Linked DNA regions of Astyanax mexicanus: region 1 is linked to region 2. The links are chromatin contacts, called in public Hi-C maps. All regions are on one chromosome and are shown on one strand. Each heading gives the region's core, a stretch centred on a gene start, on an enhancer-like site or on the middle of the called end of the contact. The rest is flanking DNA. Distances are from core to core; before and after follow the strand shown.

The links. A called contact is a pair of places that touch in the nucleus more often than the background predicts.
Region 1: a contact with region 2 is called in a Hi-C map of muscle, with 4 times the contacts expected there. The contact joins the promoter of LOC103026644 here to the promoter of coq8b in region 2. A contact is called at or near these places in 2 of 3 Hi-C or Micro-C datasets (blood and muscle).

What each region holds. Positions count from the first base shown.
Region 1 is chr18:32,503,484-32,510,483 of AstMex3_surface, forward strand. It overlaps LOC103026644 (polynucleotide kinase 3'-phosphatase), which reads left to right and starts at 1,809. Exons shown (of 18, transcript XM_049466915.1): 1 at 1,809-1,958; 2 at 2,192-2,366. The coding sequence starts at 2,246. zgc:162193 (TRPM8 channel-associated factor homolog) reads right to left here and starts at 232. Exons shown (of 7, transcript XM_049467264.1): 1 at 1-232.
Region 2 is chr18:32,160,028-32,166,530 of AstMex3_surface, forward strand. It overlaps coq8b (coenzyme Q8B), which reads left to right and starts at 2,041. Exons shown (of 16, transcript XM_049467513.1): 1 at 2,041-2,173; 2 at 3,593-3,658; 3 at 4,693-4,871. The coding sequence starts at 4,695.

The sequences.
Region 1 (7,000 bases), core at 559-3,058, 340 kb after region 2:
TCTTAACTGCCTGCAGGAGGAACTGATAGATCATTAATCTGTAGGAAATTTTAGTCCAGACCCCTCTCCTCCTCCCCTTCGTTCAACAGAGAGTCTATATAGAGAAGAGCACCCACTCCAGACCGTTTACCCTGTTTATTCAGCCTCCAGAGGGCGCTCCAGAATTAATAAGTTCATATGAAGCAACTGAGCAAAATCAGAGTTTATCTTTGCTGTAGTTGGGCAACAAAGAACAGAACACAAAAATGTGACTTTATAGCAAAAAAGTATCGCAATAAACCCACAGCATATATCAAGGATATCGGAAAAAGGCAGTTTGGCTTTGCCATTAGCAAGCGAGCTAACTAACTTAGTTAGTTAGCGTTAGCGCCACAGGCTAGGCTAGCTAAAGATATAATTACTTTGACTGAGTAACATCTAAGGCAAAAGAAGCACTAAATATCTGTATACAGTAAGAGACACTGTACTAAATCCATAGCTAGCATATATCAATCATATCCAAAAGGGGTCTTTTTTCTCTGTGGTTGCTAGCGTTAGCTATCTCATAGTTAGCACCCACGCAGTTCAGAGACAGTTGGGTCGTCTTTTTAGACTCGGATCTATTAATACAGCAGGGAACACAGCACTGGGCCATATTAACAGACTCAATGCAGTGGTTTAAGAGTATTGCGCAATAATATTGGTGCCAAGTATGATAAAAAAAAAAAAAAAAGCTTTAGCGTGTCATAACAAGAAGCCCTTTTTTTTCTGAAGTACGACATAGTAACTTACAAAAAACAGATTTCTTATAATTACAAGATGTTTATTTTATAATTACGACATACAATGTTGTTTTAACAACATTACTTAAAAACAAGATACTTTTTCATAATAATGGGATATGTATTTTATAATTACGACAGTGATTTTTAAAAATAGGTAGTTTCTCTAAATTAGGGGATGTTTATTTTATTATTACAATATCTCAAAAAACAAGATATTTTCTCGTAATTATGACATTTATTTTATAAATACGACACAGTAACTCATAACAACGAGTTAGTTTCTCATACTAATGCTATGTTTGTTTTATAATTACAACATACTATGTTGTTACGACATACTTTGTCGTTTAAACTATATTAAAGCTCATAAAAACGAGAGTTTCTCGTTATAACGACATGCTAAAGTTTTTTTTAGGAGACTTAGGAGCAATACCTTCAGTAGGAACTCACCAACCAATCAACACTGACTAGCAGCAATGCTAGCGCCTTTACTGAATAAAACCCGTTTACTGTAGAGACATTTAACAATATAGACTAGATTTCTTTACTTTTTTAGTAAAATACTTCATTGTACTTTCCAAAATACAATTAATATACAGGGTAAATAGTTAGTTATGTTTTTAAATAAAGTTTTTGCCGTTTAGCTCTATTTTTCTCTATTTATGAAGGACTTTCTCGCGGGCTCTCTCTAGCGGTGCGCAGTTGCATTATCTGATTATAATAATACGGCATAGCGGGCGGTACCGGAAATAGGTAGTCTTGCCATTAAAACAGCTGTGGCTTGACTTCCACTTGGGAAAATCTATTTATTATTATTTTAAAGGGATGTCTCTTTTGTTCTTTTTTAATGTTAACGTTAATAAATCAATATAACGCACTGTATTATTGTTTGTTCTACTTTATCTTGCGTTTAAAAGGTCAAAAAAGTATTTAAAACAATAATATTTATCAGGACGGGTGATAAACTGAGATTTTAGATGTGTTGTAAAGAAAGTAACCCCCCTATTTCCTTTCTGTGTTTTTTCCTGCGCTTTGAAGTGCGTATGGGAAGTGAGCGAGGGCTGGATTGGGACAGAGTGGGCTGTTGAAAGGGACGCGTTGTGTAGCTGTTTAGATAGTTTGTTAGCCGACTAACTATTATCCTTGTTTTCTGTCGTTTTTAAAGTCTTGAAGGCGTTTTAAAGTCGTAATCTGGTCAGTGCGCTGTTTCGCGTTTGGCTGGTTAGTATGTTAGCTGCTTGAAGGTGGTGGAGAGCTGTTTCTGTTTAGTTTAGTGTTAGTTAGCTAAGATATGCTAAGTGTATTTAAATGTTCTGTGATGTAGGATTATATTAATATTAATATGTATAATTCTGATGTGATTTAAAGCCGTAAAATAAATGATAAGTGAGGAATAAGTGTATTAAATCCTTTTTATTTAACTACAGGTTGCTGGTCGTAGAGCGTAGGGAACAGATAAGTAAACGACCGCACTCCTCGGAATGAAGTGTGCACTACTGAGTCCCTCAGGAGCCCGGGTGGAGCTGTGTGATGGACGCGCCCTGATCCTGGGTCGGGGTCCTGAGTCTGGAGTGAAGGATAAACAGTGTTCCAGACATCAGGGTAAATACACCCTTACAGCCTCTTCTGTATTATACAGAGACCCTAAGGCATACCTGTCAAGTCTCCCGTTTTGGCCGGGAAACTACCGTATTTTATTCCTCTTTCCCGCCGTCCTCCCGTTTTAGTATTTTCCCGTAAATTTCCCGTATTATACTAAATAAAAAATATATATAGGCCACAGGCGACAATGCACTGACCGCTGTGTGTCTCTTAACCAATCGTGGTGCCGGTTCAAGGAGAAAGTCCCGCCTTTCAGGAGAAACAGCCAATCAGCTAGCTGGTTTTGCGGAGCGCAGTTTAGTGTGCGGGAAGCCCCGCCCCTCCCCTCGCTGTGAGTTCAGGCAGCTAGTCGGAGCAGCTGTCGTTAAAACTAATCTGGATATACGGAGATTTTTCTAAAAGAAAGGTAATTAACCATGTAAACTGTGATGAGATTGTTTCTGATAGCTGGTTAAAAAGACTCTTCTCTGAATCAAAACATAAATTAAACCCACTGTGTGTTTAATAAAATACAGCTTAACTTTAGAATTAGCTAGATAGATATTCAGGGTTTGAGAAAAAAAAAAAAAAAAAAAAAAAAAAAAAAAAAAATATATATATATATATATATATATATATATATATATATATATATATATATATATATATATATATATATATATATATATATAATGCCCTGCCCTGATGTGCCTGATCAGCCAATAACTATCATTTCCAAACTCTATTAGTTCAGGGCTAGTTTTAGGGTTTGTTAGAATTTGTTTAAATCTCAAGTATTGTGGTAATGTATTATAATGTAATGTAATGTATTATTTAGAAGGGGTGGAAGAGATGGTTGAGCTGGAGAGAGAGAAAATGTGGAGAGGGCTGAAATTAACTGAACTGATCAGGAGTGGACTGAACAATAGAAAGAAGTATTAATGAAAGATTATTAATTGTGTAGGCCCCTTAGGACTATTATTTACTTATGGAATATATCTGATCCATGTCCTTTTTGTAAATTTGTGCACCCTTCAATTTCAATTTTAAATCTATTAAATAAATAAATAAATAAATATATATATATATATATATATATATATATATATATATATATATATATATATAATATATATATATATATATATATTTTTTTTTTTTTTTCCCTCGTTTGGGCTGTTGGGGCGGCGGAAAAAATCCCTTATTTTTAAGTCCAAAACTTGACAGGTATGCCCTAAGGTGACATCATGTTTAACAAAAAAATATAGCATGGCCACCACTTATTAAGACATGGGAACAAGATACTAACAGGTGGGAATGAAATAATTAAGGCGTGTGAATGAGAAAACTAAGACATGGCCACCACTTATTTAGGCGTGAGAACGAGATCCTAATGGGCGGAAATGAGAAAATGAAGGCTTGGACACAGCTTATGAAGGCATTGGAACGAGATACTAATGTGTGGCAACAACTTATTAAGGTGTGGGAATGACATCCTAACGGGTGGGAATAAGATAATTAAGTTGTGGCCACAGCTTACTAACCTGTGGGAACAAAATGCTAATGCGTTCCCGAAACTTATTAAGGCGTGGGACAACACTCTAATGGGTGGGAATAAGATAATTAAGTCGTAGCCACGAAAAAAATGTAGGCATGGGAACAAGATGCGTGGGAATGAGATTCTACTGGGTGGCAATGAGATAAGTAAGGTGTGTGAATGAGATAATTAAGTTGTGGCCATGACTTATTAAGGCATGGGAACTAGATACTAATGCATGGCAATGTCTTATTAGGCTGTGGGAACGAGATCCTAATGGGTGGGAATGAGATAATTAATGTTTGTGACTGAGATAATTAAGTTGTGGCCATGACTTATGAAGGCATAGGAATGAGATACTAAAGAGTGGGAATGAGATAATTAAGGCAAAGGAATGAGTTTCTAATTGGTGGGAATGAGAAAATTAAATTGTGGCCACAACTTATTAAGGCATGGGAACAAGGTACTAATGCATGTCCACGACTTATGAAGGAGTGGGAACAAGATCCTAATGGGTAGAAATTAGATAATTAAAGTGTGTGAATGAGAAAATTAAGTCATGGCCACGACTCATTACGGTGTTGGAACGAAATCCTAATCGGTGGAAATTATGGTGACATAATGTAAAAAAAAAAAAAGGCAAGGGCACAACTTTTTAAGGAGTGGGAACAACATCCTAATGTGTGGCTACGACTTATTAAGGCTAGGGAACAACATACTAATGGTTGGGAAAGAGATAATTAAGGCATGTAAATGAGATAATTAAGTCATGGCCACAAGAAAATTATGTCGTGGACAGAGAATAATAAAGTTGGCTTTTCTGTAAATGAATGCCCATGATGAAACTGAATATTACATCAAAGCTCCTTTAATTCAAGGATGATCTTAAGAAAATGGAGAGTGGCACCGAGTGGTCCAGCGGTCTAAAGCGCTGCCACTAGGGGCGGGAGGTCGCAGGTTTGATCCCCCGCTCATGCAGCTTTGCCATCAAGCTGCCGGCGCTCAGAGAGGGAGCAAAATTGGCCCTGCTCCCTCCGGGTGGGTAGATGGCGCTTTCTCCCCACATCATAGTCGGGGTGATGTCTGCAGCACAGGGCGTCTGTGAGCTGATGTACCAGAGTCGAGCCGCTGCGCTTTCCTCCCAATGCTGCATTGCTAGGCGATGCTGCATCAGCAGCAGCTCGAAAAGAAGCGGTGGCTGACTTCACATGTATCGGAGGAGGCACCCTCCTAGTGTGTTGGGGCATTACTTGTGATGGGGGGAGTCCTAGTGAGTGGGTTGGGTAACTGGCCGTGTAAATTGGGGAGAAAATGAGAAAGAGAGTGAACTGGTTTATTTTTATTTTAATCTCTGAATGAAGGATGGTGATACATGGAGTAATTCTAAGTAAAAGACATTTAATTCTCATTCTAAAAGCTGATTGGCTCAGACGCAGACAGTATACAGACCCGGTAGGTTCCTCAGGCTCGCTTTGTTAACTGAGAAACAAAAAAACTTGTGGCCACACCTTAATGGCTATGATTAAATTAACTTGTTAATAATCTTAATTATTTATTCCCACGCCTTAGTTATCTTGTTCCTATGAATCAGGTTCTTGTTCCCACGCTTTAATTATTTTGTTCCCATGCCTTACGATCTCGTTGCCACGCCATAAAGCCATAAAGTACATTTGAGAAAAGTGTTGTACAATTCGGCATTTCAGGAATAAAAACGTAATTTTATGATGACTATCATCATAATATTTTGCAAACAAAATATTAAAAATATAAAATAAAACAGGGTGCAAATTATACAATGATAATTGGGGGGGTCAAGTATTTCTTTGGGGTGTAAATGGAAACCAGTACAGCGAAGGCGCAAGCTTACAAATGTCTCGCTTCTTTACTGTAATGTCTACAGCACGTACTGTTAAAGATAAATTCATTATATCAGCTAATGTAGCACATACCACACCATACTATTACTCCTGAAAAAAACAAACACAATGCTATTGGTCTTTAAATTTTAATTCATATTCTACAGGATCTCTCCTACAGGAATCGTTTTTTATTTAATTCTAAATAAATAGAAAATAACAATGTAACTGAAAATCCCCGTAAAGGATTTTGACACTGTGACTACAATAATAAGTATTAAGGGGAGATGTAGGAATGCATTTATATAGCTTGGCTAAAGCCTTTTAAAAAGATTGGCTGCTGTTAATTTTCAAAGTAGCCTAATAAATTTTGAAAAAGATTGAAACTCAGTCTTTCCTTAAAAAAATTGTAATACACCAGTTTACTGTAAAACTACTCATCTGAGTAACTAATTCCTCACTAGGTCAAACTTACTGCAGCGTATGAAGCTTTTAGTTTCTTGTTCACATTTCCCCTTTGCCTTAAAACACATTTCCATTCCACCTTAACAGTGTCCCTGCATTAAACATTTTTTTAAAGTGTTTTACACATTTCTGCTTAGGTTCTGCAGAAATCACAAACAATCCATATAAAACAGAACGTGGATTCCCATTTGAATGTTCTGTTCCACCTTAAAAGCGCTAAAAATAGTATCTACAGCCTGAGGCCTGTGCCACCACAGCAGCATTTAAGGCAGAATGGCAAATGACGCCATTATCATTTATGTAAGGGAAGTGTTTAAAGTGCATATTTAAGAACGCCAAGTAGATAGCACTACTTGCACGTAATGCTGTAGCTTGAGCAGGTCTCGTACCTTAACTTAGACGCAAGCCACCTGACCAATAATGAGGCAGCAGCAGGTAAACGAGAGGAAAGCTTATTAACATGGAATAGTATGATCCACTTTAGGGCTGCTTGAAATCGTAATACAATATTCTTCCAGTCATAGATACTGTATTGTTTTTGTAGTATTTAACATTATGTGTAAGAAATATATTTAAATGTTTTGACCCCCAAACTATTGTTTTTACCCCTTTTGGGGGGGGGGGGGGGGTAAAGTCTTAATTAGGGGGGCTCTGACCTCCCCAACCCCCCCAGTAATTCGCACCCTGTAATAAAATCTAGATTAAGCCACATGTTCTCCCGAAGTACATTAATTATTTTTATAGTGTCAAAAAAAGAAAATGTTGTTATTATTATTGTGTACAGTTTACTGTGACTA
Region 2 (6,503 bases), core at 791-3,290:
TTACTAAACAGTTAGTGGTAAACTCAAGCTGGGGGTGGGAGGGGCAACCACTCCCCCTGGTGCCCCCATGGTTTAAAAAGTGTCACTAAAGTGCATTTACAGTGGTGAATATGAGACAAAGTGCCCTATTGGCTTACCCTTTTGGGTGTAAAAAGGTATCAAGCGATTGAGTGCTTCTTTTCACAATAAATTATGATGTGCGTTTTATCTTAATGAATCTAAATAAGTGCCATCTATGAGTGCCCTTTTGATTTTACATAACTAAAAAGTGCTGTTATGAAGTGTGTTCTAAGCACCACTTACTAGAAAGTCACTGGTGGAAATGAGACTGGGGGACGAAAAAAGTTTGATTTTGGTTTCCTCTTCCATGTTTGGTGTGTCTCCCAGGTGGCGTGTGCCAAACTTTAAACAAGACTTTTTATGGATATATTTGAGAAAAGTCTCCCACCTCAGCTTTAGATCTCTGCAGTTCATCTAGAGTGATCATGGGCCTCTTGGCTGCATCTCTGATCAGTCTTCTCCTTGTTTGAGCTGAAAATTTAGAGGGACGGCCGGGTCTTGGTAGATTTGCAGTGGTCTGATACTTCTTCCATTTTTTTTGCCGTTGTTCACCAACGTGTGTTTCAGAACTTTCGAATCGGACAGTTCTTCGCGCCTGACACTCTGGCTGAAACTCCACCCTCTTTGACTAGGTCTGCCTAACAACAGAGCGATCTATATTTTGATAGGCTCAACAAGAGTACATTAAAATATATAACCGATGGATTGGCAAGCGTGAGAAATACCATGTGTGGCGTGTGAGCGTGTGAACTCGCTGAGGTGCGTGTGTCACTTGAGAACAGTATATGTCACACAAGACCAGTGTTGTGAATCCAAAAGCAGGTTTATTGTACAAACACACAAAGATCCAAGTGAACAAGGCAGAAAAGGGTTAATTAAAAAAAAAATCGAGGTCTAGGCAGAAAAAGGGTCACAGAACAAAAATACCAGATAAAAACAAACACTTCAAATGTCAGAAGTACTAACAAGATATCGCATATAGGCGTCCGTGAGAGCTGCTTAAACAGTGAAAACACTGATTACCAGGTGAGGCCAGGTGTGCTACTGCTAATATTGGGGCGAGTGCGACCTCCTGTGGCGAGGAGGTGGATTACCAGGGTCATTGGTGACAGTAACAATCAAAAAAAGTTTTTAAAAAAAGGTGCATATGTTAGAATGTTATAATCAACTGTATTTTCGCACGTATGTTATATACTTAAAAAGTGGCTGGTTAGAAAGTGTTTATTATTCTTAAACCTTTATTCTTTAGTTATATTAGAGTTTGTTTAACAATTGTGCAGTGCATAACCGTATTGCTGCTTTTTGTGTTTTTGCACTTCGGTTATAAACTCAATATAAAAAAAGTTTGTTAGTTTAGAAAATGTTTTATATTCTTAAACCATGTTAAATTATATTCGATTAGAGGAAAGTCATTCAGACATCATTCTTGTAGCCTAATTAACTGATGTTTAGGCATGTGGATGATTGTTAGCGTTGTTTATGTTTTAATCTTTCAGAGATCTGTTCTTAATAAACATTTTTCTTAAATAATAGGGCTTCCTCAGTGTCGCAATGTTATTTAACATTATTCTGAACACATTCCACTCATTCAAACAGTACGAACATGTTTTTGAAAAGTTCAGTTTTAAAAAGCTTAGTAAAAAAAAAATGGTCGGGCTCGTAATGACAGTTTATGGGTCGAACTGGATTTTTGGGGCTGATGTAAGCTCTAAAATGTAGTGTAAATAGTATGTTTGCTTTGCCTCCTCTAGCGGTGAGCAGGGCATATTTACATTTATTTATATAAAGGGTTGATTTGGGGAGTGGGCAGTCTCGCTATAAACCAGCTATGGTGTTAATGGCATCAACACAGTTCCTAAATCACGTGTCGCTGATTATTGGTTAACGCCGCCTCAGTCACCGCGGTATTATCCTGTGAATGGGTGTCTTTACCTAAATCCCGCCTTAATTCAGTAAGCCAGAATGTGATTGGACGTGGGGCGCCCCGGTGTGCGCATGTGCGGTGGGCTTGTGGCGGTGTGGAGCAGAAGGACACAGAGAGCTCTGTATTAAACTGTATTAGAATTAATAAGACAGTAATCAGACACTGTGTGGATCAGACAGCTGCAGGGCGGTAAGCACAGCTCTGTTAAAGTCTATTAGAGTCATTTTACTGTTGTTGATTATCTAATGATCAGTGTATTGATTCTGACAGGCTGTGGTATTGATTATAGAGCTAAATTAGATTTATTCAGGTATAAAGTTTTGATCTAAATCTGCTAAAATTAGATTTTATTATATATATCTATATCTGTAACCTGTCTCTGTCGGTTCGGCCTGTGTATGTAATACCGTGCTCACGTTCCTTTATCTTTATAATCATGGAAGATATGACGCAGCAAATCGTTACATAATAATTACCTTTTAAACATGTATACAGCTTACATTTTAAGCTGTTTTCATTAAAATATAAAGCTGTTTAAATGTGTCCAGGAGCCCTGTGATCTTGGGATAACCCCGCCCTTTAATGAAGTAACCTCCAAAGCTCTATGGTATTACTTACACTTTTTGGGAGAAAAAAATATTTGGAAAAATCTTCAGAACAAACTAATTATTTTAATGTCCACTGCTTCATCATGATACCCTAAAATAGAGATGTACATAATGCTGTTCAAAGGCAACAAATGAAAAAAAAACTTGTTTTATTAAGCTTACAACAAAAATATAGGAAGAATAAGGGGGGGCAATATGGCCCTAAAATAATATCACAATATTTCATGGTATTTTTGCGATAATGATACTCTTGGGACTATGACAAACCACTGAATCAAACAAATATTTCAAGAATACACTACTGCAACAAAATAAAAATACATTTTACTATTGTATACAATGTGATATGGCACACTCCTAATTGAGATATTAAAAAATCAAGAATTTTATCAGATTTGTAACAGAAGTCAAAGATCCAGAATGTCATGATACTAATAATGCACTCCAAATATCTCCATATATCCAGAACTGAAGTAAAATGAATGATACTGGACATACATAACCTGATTTTAGTAGATTTAGATAGACCACTTAAAATGATGAGTTTCTTTACTAAATTGGAAACCTCTGGAATATAATCAAGAGGAAGATGGATGATCACAAGCCATCAAAGCAAGCTAAACTGCTTGATTTTTTTTGCACCAGGAGTGGCATAAAGTTTTTTTCAAAAGCATTGTGTAAGAGGAGGAGACCATGCCAAGATGCATGAAAACTGTGATTAAAACCAGGGTTATTCCAACAAATATTGATTTCTGAACTCTTAAAACTTTATGAATATGAACTTGTTTTCTTTGCATTATTTGAGGTCTAAAAACTCATCCTAAAAGCTTCAGCCATTTCCCATTTTCTGCAAATAAATGCTCTAAATGACAATATTTTTAATTGGAATTTGGAAGAATGGTTGTTTATAGTTTATAGAATAAAACAACTATGTTAATTTTACTCAAACATGATTACTGAAACTGATTCAGAAACTGAAGTGGTCTCTTATTTTTTCCAGGGCTGTATCGTGGAAAATGAGAACAGTGTAAAGTGCAGAAAAAGTACTCTGATGTGATAATAAGGGGTGGGTGATATGGCATGATATGTTAGTTATTTTAGTAATTAAAGTTTGAATTTGTATTTGAAACTGATAAGATAAGATTTCTGTCTAATCTAAAATCTCTAACTATGATAAAAATAAATAAATAAATATGTCTGCCAAAAGGCACAGTATTGTGATAATGGCCTGGACTCACTGTTACATTGAGATATATTTATTGTATTAGTTTGAAAACCTATATTAAGTTGACTCCATGGGTATGGATATGTAAATGTACAGTATATTTGAAATTGAATAAGTATTGAAAAAAGGGACATTGTGTTATTAGGGGAAATGTATTGTGTTTGTTTAGAGTTAGTAATCCAGCACAGTATATGATGAGTTTATATAATCTGTCTTAATCTGATTTTATATAATATAGTCTGTGATGGATGTCTCATAGAAATTATAAGAGTGGGAAACTTTCTTTTATATCAAGCATGAAATAGTTGATTGGACATCCTTTGATGTGAGTCCCGGGAGCTGATTGGTCAGGTAGATCAGTCAGACTGGATTATACGATTCAATGCAGGTTGTTTGTAATATTATTAACTGTGATTGGCTGGTGAGGTAATTGTGATAATGAGTGGGTGTTCAGGAAAAAGTGTTCCTAATGAATTGCTTGCTTTTGCTAAAAACCCTTCTGTTCACACACTTTATCCTCCTTATCAGGTGTTTAAAGTGGTTCTAATGGGCTTGGCTCTCATGTTGTTAAACGTCTCAGAGTCTTTAATCTGTTGCAGCTGGTGTCCCTGACTGCTAATCTTAACATGCTCATGTTAACTTCAGAGGATGTTTGGATATTGGACTTGGTTTGTAGTAAAAACTTGATAACGAGTATTCATTTTTGAAGTATAGTCCACTTCTGGTCTCCCCCAGCATTCCCAAATACAGTGCTTTTAGCTAATGCTCCCAACAGGCTTACAATACTAGTGATAGTAGTGATAGAGGCATAGTGTATATGCATCATATTTCACTACATGCATTTTGAGATGTATTTTGTGTTATTTTGTTAGCAGTGATGCTGTCGGAGGTGCTGCAGGTGCTGAGGGGTGCCGGCCGGGTGGGCGCTGCCCTCGCCAGCACTCAGGGCGAACAGCTGCGACTGATGGCCTGTAACTCCACACTGGGTGCAGGGGTCAAGGCTGCTCAGGAGGTGGTGGAGGGGCTGGCGGGCACCGTGATGAGCGGAGGAGAGGTAGGCAGGCCTGGTGATGTAGGGGTGGAACAAAATATTGATATCACGATATATTTTTTCGCTTTGGATATATTATCGATATATGGTGTCAAATTTGGATACTTTTGTTAAAACATAAGCCCTATCTGGACGGGATTAGTTTCTCAGGGGGTCCTGGTATAATTTTTTGTCTTTTATGGGGGGGGGGGGGGGTCCTCTGTGATTTTATTCCTGTCCAGAAAGACCATGTATGTGTTTTTCTCAGATGTCCTCTAAGAAAATTACAGACTGAATTACCTACTGTTTTTTTGCTAAACTCCGTCATCCTCCTGTAATTTTAGTCCCGTTCAGATGCACGTCTTATATTTCAAGTTTAATAAAATTGCTATTTGTCCACTGCTATGCACCATAATTACACTTTGGGCGCACGTTTCCAAGGAGATCGAGGAGCGATTGGAAATAGAGGAGCTAATGAACGCGTCATGTGATTTAGAATGCCAAAAATCTCACTGGTCCTCCTGTTTTTTCAATTGCAGTCTAGATGCAAAACAAATCCTGTACAGATAGGGCTATAGGTGCTCTAAACTCCCAAAGCAACCCCCCCCAATTAGACTTACTAAAGTTGTCTAATTGTACTGCTTCATTACTCCAGTGAATGAATAGGGTAAACCTGTGGTAAAGAATATTTGTATTTAAATTGTGTGTAACTGACACCAGTAAATCCATAATTCCTGGTATTTGATTAATTAGTATTGTGTATTTTATCTTCTTCAGTAACACAGATGGTGTAAAGTATCATAGAAAATTATAATGTGGTATTAAGTGTCACAGGATACTGATACTTTGATTCAATAAGAAAATAAGAAATAAGAAAAAAATTAAATATTTAATGCCACATATCAATAATGTATTGCAAATGAAAACGATACAATATATTGTGTTATCAATGTTTTGTCCCACGCCTAATTATCATTATCATGGTAAATTCTTCATGATAATGTTGTATCATGAGAGGCCCTGTGGTTTTCACTACTAGTCTGAAGTCTGAAAAATATGGAATCAGTAGTAAAGACACCACTGCCCTGCAGGGGGCAGATCTGGTTCAATTCCCACTCTACTCTGGATTCAAATCACATTAACTCTTCATAATCTATACATTAACATAATTACAGTTCTCTCATAATTAACCTCAATGTTATAGATCCTTTGATAGAACCCTGTGGGACTTCACTAAATAGGCTATACCAAATGAGTACCAATTAATTCATAGTAATTTCTTCTAAAGATGCACAGACGTATTTTTTTTTGTCCCAAAATAAAACATTTATCTAAATACTGAACACAGTTTTTTGCAGGTTTATAAAGATAATTTTGCCAATTTTCACCCCTAAATAAACAAATTACCCTGGATGTTTTTTGTCTTGCTTTTCAGAGGAGAAAGCAGTTGAAAACTAAATTCTTTAAATATTTATTGAACACCTAACCTTTTTACCATCCCAGCAGACACACATAAACAAAGCACAATACATTTACCTCAGCAGGGCTATGCAGTAGTTAGCTCAGCTCAGCTCATCATTACTATAAACATTTCTATCCTAGATACTTTATAGCTCGTATTGTTCAGTTAGTGATGCTGATTTATGTGAGTAAAGG